Linked DNA regions of Danio rerio: region 2 is linked to region 1. A link is a contact called in public HiChIP or PLAC-seq data. All regions are on one chromosome and are shown on one strand. Each heading gives the region's core, a stretch centred on a gene start, on an enhancer-like site or on the middle of the called end of the contact. The rest is flanking DNA. Distances are from core to core; before and after follow the strand shown. Region 1 holds the start of yrdc (yrdC N(6)-threonylcarbamoyltransferase domain containing). Region 2 holds the start of tfpt (TCF3 (E2A) fusion partner).

Region 1 (5,195 bases), core at 1,272-3,771:
CAAGCACAGCTGTGAAACTACGGGCCTTTTCACGCCTTGAGGCTGAAATGTGGCAAATTAGTTACTTATTAATAGGGCTGCACAATATATCATTTGCGCATCGATATTACAATGTGAATTCGCAGAAGTCAAATCGTAGAATTAGATTGTCTATTAAAGATTAAAAGATTAATAAATATATACAAGATGTTATTAAATAATCTAGACAATGATTATCATGTTAAGCTTTTTTCGATTTCTGTTCCTGGATACTGTCAGACTCTTCAGAAAATCATAAAGTAAGGGCCTACTCACACTATGCCATCCGTACCGTGCCCAGGCCCGTTTCCCGGATCGTTTGAGAAGGTTTATTTCACTTTTATCTTTGCTCTGTCGTATTTATATATGCTTGTAATTTCTTATAATTTATGCAAATGCACTGCATAAAAAAAGACTTGATCTTCCCAACTAGGGCTGGGCAATTAATCGAAATCGACATTCAGAAACAATAATCAATCTAATTTTTCCAGGTTGATTACTTTAATTACCTATGCCGTTATTTCAATGACAAATGGAGAAATGTGGTTAGCGCAATATTACAAGTCGAGATCGTATTTACGTGCAATACTTTTTGCTTGCACGCCGATTTCCTCTGCTTGTGCATAAAACCTCTTGCACACCCCTCAAATATTCGCTGCTCAAGCGCAGATCTTCTTGTGCGCTCTCAAATAAACGCTGATGAAGTGCGATTTTAGTGCGTTTATGTAACAAGCATGTCTCCAACATTTATTAGATTTGCTAGGAATATTTATGAATGTCTCCAATAGACCTACAGAGCGGCATTAATGCGTCCTGAAGTAAAGTGAAACGGCAATAAAAGAGTGATTATATGCAGAGCCATAGACCTTTATATATAAATAAAGTATAATTATGGAAACTGTGCGGGCCTCAAGCATCACGCACCAGTCAGTCAGTCAACCTCAAGGGGTTTAACAAATAGCGCACATCACTACTGCAGTTACAGAAAAGTTTGCGTTGTTATAATTCACTTACCTTTTAATAAGTTTTGGTGCGATTATAATCCGCTAATAACAGCAACAACAACAATGACTGAATGTTTTGAATGGGAAGCTGTAATGTAGCTGTGGAGGGATGCATTTTGGTGTGGCGCCTCGCCATGAAAGAATGCATGTAGCGGAAACCATAATATATAATAAAATATTCAAACAAACAACCCTGTTGCAAAGCGCATTTTAGGCAATGTGTGTTTAATTTCAGTTAAAATATCCGAATTAAAAACCAACTTTACCTCTATGGCAGCCAACATCTATTATATTGGTAAAGTTGGTTTTATATAGGGGTATTCAGACATTCTCCTTAAAAATATAATTTCAGAAAAGTCTTCTGTGCGAATTCTAAATAGAAAAATCATATTAGCAGCAAATGACTATCAAACTACAACATAGTGTAATACATAGAGTTAATGTTGTTTAGAAGTCATACTTGCATGCTAATTCCGTTAGAATATTCAAAATAACATGATAAACAAACAATATAGAGACTGCTCAATGAACGAATGTGCGAATGTAAAACCAACTTTACTCCTAACGTTGTATGTCTATTAAAGTCAAATTTACAGTTGATTTCTATTGAGGCAAAGTTGGTTTAATATTTGAACATTCATTACTTTTAACATTTTCAATATTGTTTATCTTGCTAATTTGACTATTGGCTCTGAAATTCGCAAAACAACATTACCACTATTTAATTGACTTAACGTTAATTTACAGTGTACTTTTTTTTTAGTCATCGGCTGCTAATATGATTCCCCTATTTTAAATTTGCAAATAATTATTTTTTTAAATTATATTATTTAGGATAAAGTCAGAAAAATAATGAATAATAATAAAAGCAACTTTACCTCAATGTGATTTCTGACCAAATGCTCAAAGTACCATGGTAAACAATACGGTGTAACGGGTGTTCACTGTTCAAAAATGAACAAATGTGCGAATATAAACCACCTTTACCTCAATACAATTCAATTTTCATCTTTTGCAACGTACTGTACTTCTCGTAATTTCTATAGTTACATTAAAAACGTTAATAAAACACATTAATATCGACATTTTTCTAACGCATCTTTTTTAATGAGCACACAGCGCCACATACTGGTCTGGCGCGTATTTACGTGACATGGTTTTTCAGTAGATTTCTTAAGACGTCGTTAAGTTTTCGAAAAAAAAGCCAGGGGAAAGTCTTATATGTAAAACTTTATCTTCATGTTGTAAGTCTTATTTAACAAGCATCACTGGATGTGTCTTACCCGGCTGATGTAACGTCAGGTCATCAGAGAAATTAGATGAAATCCGCAGGACTCTCGTCTTCAGCTCTTTACACATTATATCGCGTTTAAACGACTTGTATCTGGTGCTCGAACAAACTCCTAAACGAAGGCTGGCAGCACGAAAACACCTGAAAAACATAAACAGCTCGGCTCAAGAGCGGTACACAACATGCTTTCAGACAGCTGCCGGAAGCCACGTTTGGCAGAAATGGGAGTCGATTCCAAAGAGTCGATTCTAATAGTTCTAGAATCAGAGTCGATTCCGGTACAGGAATCGACTCTTTCCCTATGTCTCACACTTTTCTCTTTCAGGATGCATATTTTAGACTTTTTTATCATACATAACTTTTTACCTGCAAGTAAAACTATAAAGGTTGATATTAATGTAAATGTATTAGCGCTTTATTTTTCATTAGACTAGATATGTTCATATGAACATCAATACATGTAGATAGGTTATGTTTGTTATTATGTCTTTTTATGTTATTTTTCATCTTTAACACTGTTTTATCATATTACAGTATATGTTTAGAGACATCACCTATTTTCCAGATCCTGTGTTTTGGTGCAAATAATGTGGAAGAATCACTTCCAACGGTAACAGTAGTGAATCAGAGTCGACTCCTTAAAAACAGGAATCGAACGCTCCTATCTGACAGCTCCTCCTCTTCTTCTTCTAAATCTACTTCTTGTTTTACGCAGAGTTCTAGATGCACTACTGCCATCTATCTTCACCAATAAACCTTACTGACACAATTTACAATCTGAAAGATGGCCTGATATCCATTTTTACTTTGTAAAAATGATAAATGCTGAACATACGTGTCTTCTTTAAGAAGCAGCATTTGTGAAAATGCGCATATTATATCTTGATTTCATATATTCCAGAGTCCCCTTGATTGTTTTCCTCTTCTGACTATGCTGTATGGAGGAAGAAACTTTCAGTTCAGATTCAATTCACATGGATAAAATCTATAAAAATAATATTGCACTATAGGTCGGACAGATTGCATTAGTATGTTTTTCTTTTTCATTCTTTTATAGCCTGTTTTAACTCATTTTAATCTGTTTTTAATCATTTTTATTGTCTGTTTTTTATGTTCTTAAACTTGTCTTTTTTATTCTTGTTTATGTAAAACACTTTGAATTGCCACTGTGTATGAAATGTGCTATATAAATAAACTTGCCTTGCCTAATATCTATAAATCTGCGTAGGGACTCCAAGTGTGCACGGTCCCCTGTGCCCATAATGCCAATTGGTTAATTCGTCTCTGTGGATATATATTGTACATGTTACTTAATATGTACATTTGAGCACAATTTTTAAACTTTAATCTTAAATTCAGTATTTGCTTGCATTCATTGTGTGGTCTTTCATTAAAAAAAGGATGTGAGATTTTACATACACACTTGAAAGTTTGGAAACAGTAAAGCCAATTCTGCTCACCAAGACTGCATTCATTTGATGAAAAATCTGCAGCAAAAATAATTAAATTGTGAAATACTTTTTACAATTTTAACTAATTTAAAATGTGATTTGCTGTCTTTTTTTCCATTAGAAATAAGGAACATTTAAAACACATTGCAATACATTTATAATGTGAAAAAGATTGCAAATAAAAGCTATTATTTTGAACTGGCTTATTATCAAATAGGCGGTTTTATTCTGCTGTGGCGACCCCAGATTAATATAGGGGTAAAGTTGGTTTTATATTCGCACATTTGTTCATTTAGCAGTCTCTATATTGTTTGTTTATCATGCTACTTTGAATATTCGATCGGAATTAGCATGCAGGTATGACTTCTAAACAACATTAACACTATCTAATTCACTGTGAACACTGTTGTACTTTGATCGTCATTTGCTGCTAATATGATTTCCCAATTTAGAATTTGCAAATACTTTTTTGAAATTATATTATTAAAGAGAATATCTGAATATCCCAATATAAAACCAACTTTTCCTCTATCAGATTATTAAGGGACTAAGCAGAAAAGAAAATGAATGAATGAATGATCAAATAATTCTAAAAGCAAATGTATCACAGTTTCCATGATACTATGCTGGAAGACAAAAATTCAGCAGATAGTTGTAGGAAATAGTTAATGATGTTGCACTAATTATAACTGATCATAATAGAACAGCAAATCATCATATTATAAAGATTACCGAAGGATCATTTGACACTGATGTAATGATGAGGACAATTCAGCTTTAAATCACAGGAATAAATTACATTTGAAACTGCATCCAATAAGAAAACAATTGTGTACAATTTTAATAATATTTCAGCAATTGTTACTGTATTTTCCATCAAATAAATGCTGCTTTTCTAAAATACAAAAATTGTATTTTTTCTGTTTTAACCTTAAATACTACACACATTTTAATAAGCAATGTAAATATTTGAAAGAATATTAATAAACTAGAATTATTGCATGACAAATATTTAGCACCAAAAAGATCCTCTAACAATATTAAATGCAACTAAAGTATATAGTAATTTAATTGTAAATTAGTTGAAAAAGCTGCATGATCACAGTGTAAGCAAGCAAAACCCGAGGCTTAAATAATAGAGGTAAATATTAAAATTGTATAATAATATAAAATTGGTTTTATATTTGGATATTCAGACATTCTCCTTAATAATATCATTTTAGAAAAGTCTTCTGTGCAAATTGTAAATAGGGAAATCATATTAGCGGGAAATGACTATTAAAGTACAACAGTGTTCACAGTGAATTAGATAGTGTTAATGTTGCTTTAAAGTCATACTTGCATGCTAATCCGATCGACTATTCTAAGAAACATGATAAACAATATAGAGACTGCTAAATAAACGAATGTGCGAATATAAAACCAACTTTA
Region 2 (5,195 bases), core at 856-3,355, 350 kb before region 1:
CACACACACACACACACACACACACATATATTTATATAAAAAACTGAAAACTCTCAATTAGGTGACTTGAAGCATGGCGTGTAAATGCAATCTTTGTGAACAGTTATTAAAGAGAACTCTCTAATGTTTTGTGGGTTCACCTGTTGGATCTCTTTGCAGCGTTTGCTGAGCGTCTGGTATTTGTTTCTGTCCAGCTCTCTCCTCTCCTCATCCCCGGAGCCACTCGGGGCCCCGTCGGTCTCCAGGAGCTCGGTACCTCCGGGGCCCAGCTCCACTCCACCGGTCTCCAGCTCCGCTTCCAGAATGTGACCCCCAAACAGAGGTGGCAGAGCCAGACCCGAGAAATCCTCCATCATCTGAAGCACACACACAAAACAGAAAACCTTAGAAAAAAGCTTTGCTTAACATTTATGAAGTGTGTGTCACACTGGTGAGTGGGCTTGATCTAACATGGACCATTCGGTTTGCATGGCTGATACCGATGATGCCGAATTGTACACTATACTGCCATTACATATTACTGGTTTATGCATTGTGCTATGGAGGACGAAATCTGCAAAAAACAATAAATAAATATGCAAAGAAGTAAATGAATGAATAAATAAATCCACAAATTTCTGCATAAATAAAACAATAAAAAATACACAAATAAAAGAAAGAATAAATCCACAAACTTATGCAAAAATTAAACAATAAAAATAAATACGCAAATAAGTAAATGAATGAATAAATAAATCCACAAATTTCTGCATAAATAAAACAATAAATAAATCCACAAATAAATAAATAAATTAATAAATAAATAAATAAATACACAAATCCCTGCATAAATAACAATAAATCAATAAATACACAAATTAGTGAATGAATAAATAAATCCACAAATTTCTGCATAAATAAAACAATAAATAAATACACAAATAAATGAAATGAATAAATCCACAAACTCACAAACTCCTACATAAATAAAACAATAAATACATAAATACACAAATAAATGAATGAATAAATAAATCCACAAATTCCTGCATAAATAAAAAAATAAATACACAAATAAATGAATGAATAAATCCACAAAGCTCCTGCATAAATAAAACAATAAATAAATATGCAAATAAAGAAATATCTACAAATTCCTGCATGAATATATAAAAAACGAATAGTGCGGGCAGATAAATAATGAAATAAATGTTTGGGGAATAAGTAAATGCTAAACTGAAAGTTGATTTATCTACCTGCATTATTAATAACTTACATATTTATTTATGCAAGAATTTTTACATATATTTATATGTTTGTGCATATATTTATTTGTTAATTCATTGTTTTTGTTTATGCAGGAATTTGTGGATTTGTCTATTTATTTAGGGTATTTAATCATTGTTTTAGGCAGGAACTTGTGGGTTTATTAATTTATTTGTTTACTTATTTGTGTGTTCATTTATTTATTGTTTTTGCAGGTTTCGTCCTCCATATTGTGCAGTATACTATTTTCTGTTGTATTTTTGCTTTCAAATAAACCCATGCCATTTGTCTGTTAGCTTCTTTATGTGTGCATCATTTCCACCCATACTCCAAGAAATTGGGATAAAGTTGGCTTTTTATTTGCACATTCATCAATTTTAACATCCCTATATTGTTTACCACGCTATTTTATTGGGTCTGAAATCAACATTAGCACTAACTTATGTTATTGACACAATTAGCACAATGTTTTAATTTCATACTCTGTTTAGAATTAGCAAATATTATTTATAAACTGTATTATTAAAGATAAAGTCCGGATGTAAGAATATAAACCAACTTTACCTCTATAATTTTATGTCATCGTTACTCACCTTGATTCAGAGATGTAAACAATCACTCATGATGGCGGTTTAGCGAATATATCGTTGCTACTACTCGGCAGTTTCGTTTATATACTATTAAACAAATGATCCCAGATATAGCATTTACATGTATATTGTAGACATATAAATAAAAACTTTACGTTTTAATTTCAAGCAATTCAAACAGCTCGATCTTTTCAGACTCCTTCTTCTTCAGCAGTCAGGTTTAATGGCGGTTGAAAACTCATTACCGCCACCTAACAGCCTGGAGGAACCAAGGACTGTGAGTGTCAATAGTATCTGAAGAGACGTCGCGTTTAATATTCATGAACCGGAAGACGTTCCCTCGTCCGTTCACTTATTTTTTCCCAGAGTGCTCGGCGTGTGTGTAGCTGTAAAGAAGAATGTGTGACAATGGCAACAAATACTGCAGAGAAGAATCCATATTTTGACTGTCCTTCATGGTAAAAACACTACAATACATGCTAATGTTAGTGCTCGGGTGAAGTTTGGGTCTTATCCAGCGTAGGAACAACAGTCGAGCTGTTAGCATGAATGCTCTTTAGCAGAGCTCTGCCGCCAAACTGCTGGAGCTCAAACTTGTTTAACATCATTCATTGTGCACTAAAGAGGTTTTGCTTTTAAAAGGAGAACAGTCGGATGTCGAATGCGTTATTCATGATCATATTTCATTATGTTTGGGTTGTTTGGACGTGAGGTCATGGCTTGATTTTGTTTCAGGGCAGGAAAGCCTCCAGCAGGGCTGCATTTGGACGTGGTGAAAGGAGATAAACTTGTTGAGGTATTGCATTAATATTTATACAATGTACTAACGTTACTGGTCAAAAGTCTGAGGTAATAAATGTATTTATATAGATAAGGTGAAACAGTAAATGTAAGCAAATCAACATATCTGTCTTGTATTGCTTTTCAAAAATAGGGGTAAAGTTGGTTTTATATTCGTTCATTGAGCAGTCTCTATATTGTTTATCATGTTACTTTGAACATTCAATCGGAATTAGCATACTAGTCTGACTTCTAAACAACATTAACACTATCTAATTCACTGTGAACAATGCTGTACTTTGATAGTCATTTGCTGCTAATATGATTTTTCTATTCAGAATTAGCAAAGAATACTTTACTTACATTTTATTATTAAGGAGAATGTCTGAATATCCCAATATAAAACCAACTTTACCTCTATCTTACTATATTGTTTTCCATGGTATTTTTAAATCACGTGCAAGTATGACTTCAAAACAACATTAGTGCTGTTTAATTGACTGGGAACAATGTTGTTGACTTATTTATCAAGGATATAGAGGCAAAGTGGGTTTTATGTTCGGATATTCAGACAGTTTCATAAAAAATAAAGATGTATTAAGCTTTACATTTTTATCCTCTATACTAGAACTGCGTGATATTGGAAAAATCTGACACTGTGATATTTTTTTTCTCTCTGTGATTTATATTGCGATACGAATACGATTTCACCATATGAAATTGAATCCATTTGGAAGGTAATTCATTTAGATCAGTGGTTTCCAAAGTGGGGGTGACATGATAATACAAGGGGGTCACTTGGTGATTTCCAAAAGTCGAAATTAATTTGATTAAACTATTAGAATGACTGTCTTTTATCCATAACCCACAGAAGATAAAAATAGTAGCTAATAGTTACACAAAAAAGCAACAACATGCAAATAAACAGCCATCAGCCTATCAAAGTTATTATAGTTAACGAAGATGAACAAAAAACAAAAACTACAATTGAAAAATTATTTTAGTTAACTGAAAAAAAACGAGAGTTATTAAAAAAAAAACTAGAACTGAAAGTGTATTGTGTACATACAAAACTAATTAATAGTAACTAAAATAATAACTAAAACCTCCTTCGTTTTTGTCTTTGTAAATGTATTTCATACAGACTGTAATCCTTTTGGAATATATTTACTCCATGCTGCAGGGGCCTCATGTACGAAGACTTGGGTGGAAATCATACTAAAACATTGCGTACGCACAAAGCTGTAAATGTGCGTACGCAGAAAAAAATTCAGATGTATGAAACACTGCTTACGCCGAATCCCACGCATATTCTGTTTGTACATCTGAATGAACGTGAAACTGAGCGCAACATGCACGAGCGCAAAACCCCTCCCTGCCTCCTCCCCCGTATGAATATGCTAATGACTCTATTTTGGCAAAACCCAACGAAAAAGCAACGGCAAAAGCAAGCGAAAAGAGAAACTTTGAACAGAATGTGATTGGAGGGGCTGCTTTCGGAGGTAGACCGGAGAAAAACGGTGTTATTTGCAAGTTTGTCCTCCGGAATTAATAACAAAAGAAACAAATAGAGTGAGAGAGTTTAGCTGATGCGGTTAACACAGTTGGGTCTGAACATCGCACTGAGTGGATTAAAAAAGAAATACTGAGATCTATACGTGTAAAATTTTGAAGTGTCTTTAACAGCCTGAGTGGCGCAGCTCGTTAAATGCATGGCAACCTGTTTTGACACGTTCAAGCATGAACTCGGTTCGAATCCAGCGTCTGATGAACTCATTCTTTTTCCCCCCACTACTTATCACATTTTGCCTATATACTCTTCCTCACAAGGAAGACAAGTAGGAATCATTAATAAGTCTGTGCATCTTATATTATTTGCACATTTATTGAATGGAATTGTTTCTGATTCACGCATGCAAATTCATCCTCAGATGGTGCCTTTATAGAAATGTGTGTGCAGTAGATCGCTCCGATTACATTGGGAAAACCGGCGACCGCTGCAAATTGCACTTTAATGTTTTGGATGGTCAACTGTATGGTACAGAAACCTTATATACTAGACATGCGGATGAACCCGTCTCATACAGCTAAGAAGACACTTTGTAGAGTGCAATTTAACACAACTGCCTCTAGGAGTCGCCAATGGAAATAAAACAGGCACGCACAAAAAAATGTGCGTACGCCAGGGATGAAGCTGGCGTGGAGCTGCACACATTCCCATGTTCATTTCATCGTTAGTAAATCCAAACGTGAGCGTGTCTGAGCGTACCTGGTGTACGCAAAGTTTTTTGTGCATACGCAGAGTTGATACATGAGGCCCAGGTGTTTGACTCGTGCGGCACCTGAGAGTCTATAATCCTGATGCTATTGGCCAGATCAAGCGGTTCTCCTCCAGTGAGCCTCGCTGTTGCTCCCGCGACAGACAGTGACTGGGCATGACAGCAGCACAGTGAAAACATTAAATACGACCCAAGCAGACACTTAAAATTGTTAATTTAACACATTTGTGCCCAATAATGGGTTTTATTTCTTTATTAGTGACCGTGACCACAAATCTTTCTTTTTAACCGGATCTTCTAA

What was found. HiChIP or PLAC-seq counts read pairs in DNA pulled down with a chosen protein or histone mark.
Region 2: a contact with region 1 is called in an H3K4me3 HiChIP or PLAC-seq map of embryo, with 7 times the contacts expected there. The contact joins the promoter of tfpt here to the promoter of yrdc in region 1. A contact is called at or near these places in 1 of 18 Hi-C or Micro-C datasets (an unstated tissue) and 1 of 4 datasets of contacts at active chromatin or transcription factors (embryo).

Annotation. Positions count from the first base shown.
Region 1 is chr16:4,398,525-4,403,719 of GRCz12tu, reverse strand. yrdc (yrdC N(6)-threonylcarbamoyltransferase domain containing) reads right to left here and starts at 2,521. Exons shown (of 6, transcript NM_001083867.2): 1 at 2,306-2,521. The coding sequence starts at 2,381.
Region 2 is chr16:4,747,421-4,752,615 of GRCz12tu, reverse strand. tfpt (TCF3 (E2A) fusion partner) reads right to left here and starts at 2,105. Exons shown (of 6, transcript NM_001160707.1): 1 at 1,839-2,105; 2 at 141-356. The coding sequence starts at 356. It overlaps ppp1r8b (protein phosphatase 1, regulatory subunit 8b), which reads left to right and starts at 2,178. Exons shown (of 8, transcript NM_201200.1): 1 at 2,178-2,293; 2 at 2,571-2,631. The coding sequence starts at 2,244.